Linked DNA regions of Mus musculus: all the other regions are linked to region 3. Evidence: chromatin contacts called from public Hi-C and HiChIP or PLAC-seq data. All regions are on one chromosome and are shown on one strand. Each heading gives the region's core, a stretch centred on a gene start, on an enhancer-like site or on the middle of the called end of the contact. The rest is flanking DNA. Distances are from core to core; before and after follow the strand shown.

Evidence for each region. A called contact is a pair of places that touch in the nucleus more often than the background predicts. HiChIP or PLAC-seq counts read pairs in DNA pulled down with a chosen protein or histone mark.
Region 1: a contact with region 3 is called in a Hi-C map of the N1E-115 cell line, with 4 times the contacts expected there. The contact joins two enhancer-like sites. A contact is called at or near these places in 2 of 484 Hi-C or Micro-C datasets (the N1E-115 cell line and cortical neurons).
Region 2: an H3K27ac HiChIP or PLAC-seq map of embryonic fibroblasts shows a contact between it and region 3, with 7 times the contacts expected there. The contact joins two enhancer-like sites.

What each region holds. Positions count from the first base shown.
Region 1 is chr10:17,022,822-17,025,521 of GRCm38.p6, forward strand. All of the region lies in intron 1 of Gm20125 (predicted gene, 20125), which reads right to left. Among named protein-coding and RNA genes, the nearest start is that of Gm20125, 72 kb to the right of the region's middle. Within about 2 kb of position 1,395, at least 28 of the 459 cell types and tissues checked have an H3K27ac peak or open chromatin away from gene starts, as enhancers often do. A contact at or near this core is called in the N1E-115 cell line, where this site is marked.
Region 2 is chr10:17,041,795-17,044,494 of GRCm38.p6, forward strand. All of the region lies in intron 1 of Gm20125 (predicted gene, 20125), which reads right to left. Among named protein-coding and RNA genes, the nearest start is that of Gm20125, 53 kb to the right of the region's middle. Within about 2 kb of position 1,422, at least 30 of the 459 cell types and tissues checked have an H3K27ac peak or open chromatin away from gene starts, as enhancers often do. A contact at or near this core is called in embryonic fibroblasts, where this site is marked.
Region 3 is chr10:16,588,332-16,591,031 of GRCm38.p6, forward strand. No RefSeq gene overlaps it. Among named protein-coding and RNA genes, the nearest start is that of Gm20125, 510 kb to the right of the region's middle. Within about 2 kb of position 1,285, at least 113 of the 459 cell types and tissues checked have an H3K27ac peak or open chromatin away from gene starts, as enhancers often do. A contact at or near this core is called in the N1E-115 cell line and embryonic fibroblasts, where this site is marked.

The DNA.
Region 1 (2,700 bases), core at 145-2,644, 430 kb after region 3:
TATGTACACTGAAAACTTGCCAATTATACCAAATTAAGGGACTTGGCAAGTGCATCCCACAGAGGCAGATGGTAAATAATATCCAGATTCTGATTTGAAATAGGACAAGAGATTAGCTAGTGCAAAATGTAAAAGCCATCCATATATAAGAAATAAACAGACTTAATGTGAGCACATGGAGAGAGTTTTGCTTTGGGATAGCTATGTGGACGTGTTGAAAACAGGGACTTGTGATCTGTATAGGCTTCTGCGATGTGACTGTTCCATTTGTGAGTCCTTCACAAATCTGTTTGGTGTGTGTCTTTGTAAAGACATGCAAATGCCTGGGTTTTCCACCTGTGCAAGGAGCATGAGCTTTAAATGGCATCATCATTTAACATGATTAAGTATCAGCCTTGTGCACAGCAAAGTCCATAAATCTAAGCTCTTTTTTTAGTGTTGTTATAATACAATTTCCAAAGGAATAACTCATGGCACACCCTCACCATTTCCTATTTGCCCGAAATAAAACTTTGTGTTTATGAATGCCAATCATGGGTCACAGAATTTTTATTCTGTGAACGCAGAATGGGAGGTTTAGAGAATTCAAACATGGCAGCTGTCTCAAGAGTAGTAAGAAATATGTCCTGAATGTTTACTTATCTTAGTTATAATAAGTCCATCACCCAAGGACTGACAACTCTTTAAAACTTGAAGGCCATGAAGAAACAAAAACTCGCCCGTTTCTTATACCCTGAGAAGCACAAGAAGGGAGCTATGTAAGTGAAAGATGGTGTGATGGTTTGGCAAGGAGATCAGACAATCAAATAACAAGATAGGGTCTGTTCCTGCTCACTTTCTTGTGCCTCCCAAGTCAGTTTGTTTCTGGCTTGAGTCACGATAGCCAGGCAGATGGTAAATTCAGCTTATTTGCCTGATAATCAGATTTCTTTCTCCCTAACTGACCACAGAAATCATTTAAAACAATTGCAAGTCTTGGTCAGACTCTGTTTGAAGGGGAAAAAAAAAGAACAATTGGCAAGAGAGGTAGGAAGACACCCAACCAGACAAGTAAACAAGGACTATCATGGGTTCGAACAGAGGGAATCTGCTTGGTCCTTGAGCAAAGCTCTCTGAGCCTGCTAGCATGATCTACTCCAAGCTCTGCCACTCTCAGAGAACCACCACGATTGTGAGCCAGTCCAGACCTAGAGCATCCCAGAACTCTCAAATGAGAGATAGAACAACGTCAAGCACATGTTCGTCTTGTAATTCATGTTTAGCCTGGGTTGCTAAAATTAGGGAGTGACTCAATCGTCATACATCATTACGGCTATTTTCAAGGCTGTAAGTGATGCGGAGCAGGAGCGCTGATGCAAAAGCTTACTCCAATTAGCTTCTGCGAGTGCTCTGCCGGCAACAGGGCTCTGTTTCCTAGGAGCCTTCAATCTAATTACAAGCCTTGATTCTCCCGCAGGGCCTGGCTGGCCGGATGATTTCATTTTACTTTTAGGCTAACCTTTGCCATCAGTGATGTCACAGGAGTGTTCCTTCACTTGAGAGGACCCTAGGAACACACCAAAAGGTTAATTTGTTTGATATTTGGTTAAAGAGACTACTCTACTGGAGGGGCCCTGTTTTGCTGTAGGCAGGTAATAGTACAAAGCAGACAACATGAAATAGAGGCAATTTGCACCCAGCTGGCACCAACCTAGCTTGATACACTCCCTACCCAGGAGCCACTCGGATGGAAAACCACTGCTGAGAGAGAAATCAGAGAATCCTTCTACTGTTCAGATTATTCTTTATATATTTCCTCATTTCTTCTCCCACAAGAACAAGTACTGTAGGAATCAGTAGAAAATGTAAACAGTATGCCACGGGGAAAAAGGAAAATCTGTTAAACCACCTTAAAACCCAGAAAGGGGGGCTGGGGAGAGACAGGCAACACAGAATTTACAGTCCCTTTAGTTTTGTTCTCCAATTGGAGACTATCTTAGCGTCCCCTCCACCCCAACGCCACATCCCTCAATGATACTTGCGCAAAGTAGAAGTGGAGATAACTACAGAGGAGTTTAGGCCCGACTCTAGCCATCGCCTGATGCATGTGCCTGCTACCTAGAGCCCCTGTTTATCACAAGCGCCTGTGCACCTACCCGAAGCAGGATTTGAGAAATATAAATCAATGGCATCTTAGCATTTCTTCAGAATCACACAATGAAAAAGTCCTGCTTCCACTCGTTTTTAGTCATGAATATTCCAAATACACAGTCTGACCTTAATTTCCCTTACTTTTTCTTCTTGAACGAAGACTTCCGTTTTCTCTTATCAGTAAGGACTTTCAGCAACAAGCCCTGCCCCCATCCCCACTTTTCATTGCATTTTCTAGATCATTATTTTTTGTTTAATTAAATAAAGCCTCACCGCCTGTCTTTATACAACATTTTAATTTCTATTATTTCAGTGAATAATGGATAAACCTTTCTTTAGAACACAATGAGAGAATCAAGCGCAGTCTGAAATCAGCATATGAAAGCAGCAAACAGAAAAAGTCCAGACCTGTTAGAGCAAAAATAGAAGTCTATGAACAAATCGGCAAAACAATGCAGGGTATGGTCAGTCTGGACTCAGAGTTATACAATAAGCCTTCAATATGAAAATATAGTTCATACTAAAAGCTGGAACACAAATATAAAAGAAAATAAAAGAGAAAAAAATTAT
Region 2 (2,700 bases), core at 172-2,671, 450 kb after region 3:
GAATCAACGTTTTATAATGAGCTGTAGGTTATTCCGGGGAGCATGAAGGTTTGGATTCTTTTTTTGTAACTGAGGAATTTCTCAGAGTCCTGGCTATAATAGAGACATATCACAATAGTGTAAGAGAGTTTACAATAGTAAATGAGATTTTAATCTTTACTCTTTTCCAAGTTTAGGGAAAGAGATTTATTTCATGTCTATAAGGGAACCAGGACTCTGCTAGCTTCTCTGCCATGTTTATCCAGTGCTTCCAGCACCTGGCCCAAACTAACACTCTCAGTTCTAACTACAAATCTTTTGTATTAATTGGTCAAGAAAAGAGACAACAAAGTTGGAAACTTTTCATTTTGACCCAGAGAATTTACACACATTTCTTCTGCTTAAATCTAGTAGCTCAGGAATATGCTGTAACTAAATACAACTTCAGGGAAGACTGAGGAAACTAAACTGGAAATTTGGGTTTCTGTAATAACTCAGTTGTGTCACATGATGCTTTTCTGGAAGCTGTCTTGTGGGAGGGCATGCAATATCTTGCTGAAAACAGACACTTCAGAGGGCATGTGATGTTTAGAAAGAATATAAATAGAACCCCACAAACAGTGAGAGAACTCTTCCTTTGCTACACTGTGCAAAGCTTCACTGGTCTCTACTGGTCTTTGGTGAAGCCTTGCTGTTTCTGCAGGATCGTGCCACTGCTACTGATTCATGTTTGGTGTTTGCCACTGAACAGGACTGCTGGTATCCTGGCAATGGCGAGTAGAATCACCCCAATGAACTACTTCTAAATAGGTCCACAGCCCTGTTTTCCTATTGACCGTCTTTCTTCCCTACCTCTGGTTGGTGAGTTAGAAGGAAGGTTGAAGTGATTAAGACCCCTAAATAAAGTCGGTTTTGAAAGAAATCTAAGCCTACAATAAACAGTCATGAAGAATGGTAAATAATACAATGATGCCTAGGTAAGTTTCAGAATTTAGGAACTGAAAAAGAAGGAGGAGAAGGAGGAGGAAGGGCGAGGGGAAGGAGGAGAAGGGAGGACATATTTCAGGACAGCTAGCTATTTCCGTGATCTTTTTTTTCTAGCAGGTTCCTTCAGATAAGAGTTAGGATGAGTGGATAGGAAAAGGAAATCTTCTATTTTCTTCCATAGCAGAGTTGAGCCAAGTGCATCACTTTCATGGAAACAGAGAGAGGAAGCCATGCTCCAACAGTGCCTTCTTTCAGCATGAGGCTGCTTGGCTGGTGCAGCCAGCAGGAACTCTCCCTTTCCCAGGGAAAGGAGAGGTTGAGGAAAGGAAATTCAAAAGTCAGACCACTCACATCTCATTGCTTCCATTTTCTCCTGGTCCCCTGTGTATGACTCACTGTGCCTCTTTCCAAGAGCAAGAAGGAACATAAAGAGGAAATGAGCCCAACAGTCCTCCTCTTCTGTTTCAGTCCTAGTGATTCCCACAGCCCACAGCTGCGGAGAAGAGCACCGAGCCACTCTCAAAGTTCAGGCTAACCACAAAATTCCATGTTATTTCCTTTTCCAAAGCAGGCGGCATGTGTGTTTGGGGGTAACCAAACACACACACACACACACACACACAAGAATGTCTAAAGATGATTTTATGTAGAATAATGTTTGCAATGTTTGGGTAAGTATATTTTAACTAAGTGGTGTAAACAGCTTTTATATCAAAACTGCTTAATAACAGAACAAAACACTGTAAGTATACATCCAATTCTCAGTATTACCACTTCCTACACATTATAAACACATGCACAAATTCCCATCAGAGAATAACAGGCACATTTTACAGATCTTTCTTTTTGTTACCAGGGTAACAAAATAGTGATCTTCCTGTCAACTTTAAATGGTCAATTTGCCTACTGACCATTTCTATGTTAGGAAGCTTATTGCTAGGATTTTTGTTACTATTTAGAAGATGTAGATGTGTTTTGGGAATTTATTTTGTTCTAGGCAAAATCTATAACTTCAGCAGGTTATTGAAGAAGTTCTGATTGTAAGTTGGACTTTTTTTTGAGCTAATAAACAAGTACAAAATGACTATGATGGAATCCTACTTATTTCAAATTTTTATGAACATTTGATAAGATAAGTAAATATCAGTTAATATATACTTATAAATTAACTACATTGTTTGTAAATATATGGCATATACAAAGATTTTATATGCAGCATAAATAATTTGCTGGCCTACTATATTTAATATAGGTAACTTGCCACATTCACACAAATTTGAATCATCAATTTATCTTACATCTACTTTTAAATGAGACTTAATGAAAAAAATCTATCTCTAATTTTATATACCTTATCAGCAGACAATTTCTCCCAGATGTATATATCTCCATCTTTCTCCAAATGGGTACTCTTTTCAAGGTTGTCCATAGATGGTTAATTGTGTAATAAGAACAAAATGTTTTTCATGTGCATAAGAGCTCATCTCAGTAGAAGATTTGAATTCTGTGACATTAGATTGCCCACACAAAATCCCTGCTGCCTTGATCTCAGTTTGGCAGGAACCATTTACAGGGGTGTTCTCATTGCCTTCATCCCTATGTGGATTTTTCTCTATCTTTTGAAATTCCTTGATGCACATTTACCTCAGAAAAACTCTGTATAGCTTTACTATTTTGTGTTCCTGATAAATAACTTCTGATATTGTGACTACTGCTAAATCCTTGAAAATATTT
Region 3 (2,700 bases), core at 35-2,534:
GTTCCTGAAAATATGTAACTTACATATTTGTTATTTATTGTGACTCTGTTATACCTGTCTTAAAGCTGTTAGATCACTTCTGAGTGGATTTACACAAAAATCTGTGCCCTTCCCCCAGCCTTGAGTTAGCTAAACAAGTCTCTGGTCATGGAACCTAGTCTGGCTACATTTGCATCTTCCTGCCTGAGCCTTGAGGAGCTGACCACCTACTGAGTTTACTTTACAGCTCAGTCCATCTGAAACAAAGGGATGGCTTTTTGGGTTTTGCCTATAGAAACACAGAGCTGAAAATTAAAATTTGAGCCATGATCAGAGAAACATTATCTTGGCTTGTTATTTCTCTTGACCGCCTCAGCTCTCCTTCCAGGTATACCCAGTTCTCCGTGGCCACTGGATGGCTACATATATTTTCAGAAATATGCCTTTTTAAAAACTGTGTAGCTGGTTTAAAACTAGATATGCCTGGTGAAGCCATGTCATAAGCATACAATAGAACTGCTTCCCGGGAAGTCCAGACATTGCTGGCCTTGCTTTTGTGTCTTCCATCCACTTTTACTAGCAGATTAACTAGAGATGTTCTCATAACAGGAGAATTAAAAACAGGTGAGGAGAAACAAGGTCAGCCTCTCCCAACTTCAAGGACCACTGAGCATACAATCACCCTTGCTTCTATTTAAAGCAAGTCACATAATCAGGTTCAAAGTCAGGGATATAAATATATTCTCTGATTATGAGCCTTTAGTAAGGTTGTGTGTGCAGACGCACTAGAAATTAGGCCAACAAGAGAATCTAATGGCACAGATAATATGGCATTTTGTTCAAAATATTTCTAAACCATACTAATCATTGCAATGCAGGAGTACTTTGACTGCTCAATATACCTTGATAGTTTGTCAAGTAAACTGTAACAAACAACCCTGAAGCATATGATTTTAATGCAAACTACCTTGGTTCTGCAAAAAGCACAAGTAGAAATCAGCTGCTGTGCCTGGGTGAGCCCTTTCTCTTTCAGAATCCTCAACAAGGGCTGCTTGAATGCCAAACTCTTGCAATTTGGATTTATACATTTCTAAATGGCTCTCAGCTTGAAATTCTCGCAGCGTTTATTGTATTGTTTTTAAGGAGTCTGGAATTAGCAAACTCATTTAGACACTCTTCTTGCTTTCATCGGCTCCTCATTTCAGCAAAGAGTACCCAGGAGAATTTCAAGGTGACTCATGGTGTACAGAGGTTTGGAGTAATGTTAAAAGCATGACTCATCCCCATGGATTGATGATTCTGCTGACTAACACAGCTGCCCACATGGTGTCCTAGTTAGAGAACAGGAAGTGAGAATCCTGTCTCTTGGCAAGATGTACAGTGCTTTAAAGCAGAAACATGAGCTTCAGGAGAGAGACAGGTTATGTTTGTCAAAGTAAGTTAACCATAGCTGTCTTACTGGAGATAATCATCTCTCTAGGGTAAGGTACACTTGGCTTCAGCAAAATCTCCAGTGAAGCAAAAATCACAATTCAATTCGAATAGAAAACCTTGGTAATCTTCCACAGAAATACAGCCATGGCATACATTGGAGAGGATAGAAATCTGTCAGGTCGATGTTTTTATCTGATTTTTTAAAAATTATTTTTGTAGCAAGTGGAGAGAGAAGATAAACAAAAGGTTTCAGTGTGTGATTTTTTTCCATTAATGTTCTTTTAATAAAAGCCTAGGACTGTTACTTAGAACTAGTGCTCAAAGAGCATCTGCTTTTCTGGCCATTAGTACCAGAGGAAAACGAAGAGGAGGAATAAAAAGCAGAATCCAGTAGTTCAGAGCACATATATAACTAACTTGTTCTCCAAGAAGAACTCGGAAGTAGGTAAATGCATACTAATAGGTCTAACCCTGCAGACCAAACTACAGCTGGAGAGCAGGCCATGAGCATCCCCCATCTGTCCTTCTGATCTTGTTATTATGTGGCACAGAAGGGGATGAAGGTCCCTGCTGCTAGGAAAAGGCAGATCATAGCTAGAAAGGTAAATGTCAAGGAGGCAATAAGGTTAAAATATAAAATCATAACCAAGGGCAACAGCATTGGTTTTCAGAGAATGCCAACTGAAAAGAAATCATTGTTGAAAAGCAGAAAGAGAGCAACAAGAGGAGAAAATACAGAAGAGTTACAAAAGTCTATTTCTAAGAAATCCTGAGGGGTCAGCTGGAACTTTCCGGATATGTATTAGAAGCATACAATAGGGAAAAGGAGATTCTTGCTTTTTTTCATGGCAAAAGGCATATGTACACCTACACAATGAGGTAAACTAAACCCCATCACATTTCTGCTATGTCTTGGTACAATGATAGGATGTAACTAGAAAGATTATGAAAGGGATACACACACCGTCTCCCCAACCAGGTCAATGAAGGAAAATAAATCAATGGAAACCTTTTGTCCCACCTCCTAGAAGTGCTTCCATTTAAAGAACTGTGTATATACAAGCCCCCATTGCTTCTGTCTCCTTTTTTGTCTAATAAATAATAGAGATAAGTCAAAACACTTCAATTTCCAAATACAACACATCAAAAGGATTTGGTTCAATTTGTTTATGTTGTTGGCTTTGACATTTACTGCCTAATCATTGCCCTTTGTGGATTGCAGTGGCAAACTCAGCACTTGAAAAATAGGTTTATATCCCAATGCAGAAAAAAGGGTTTTCTTTGTGA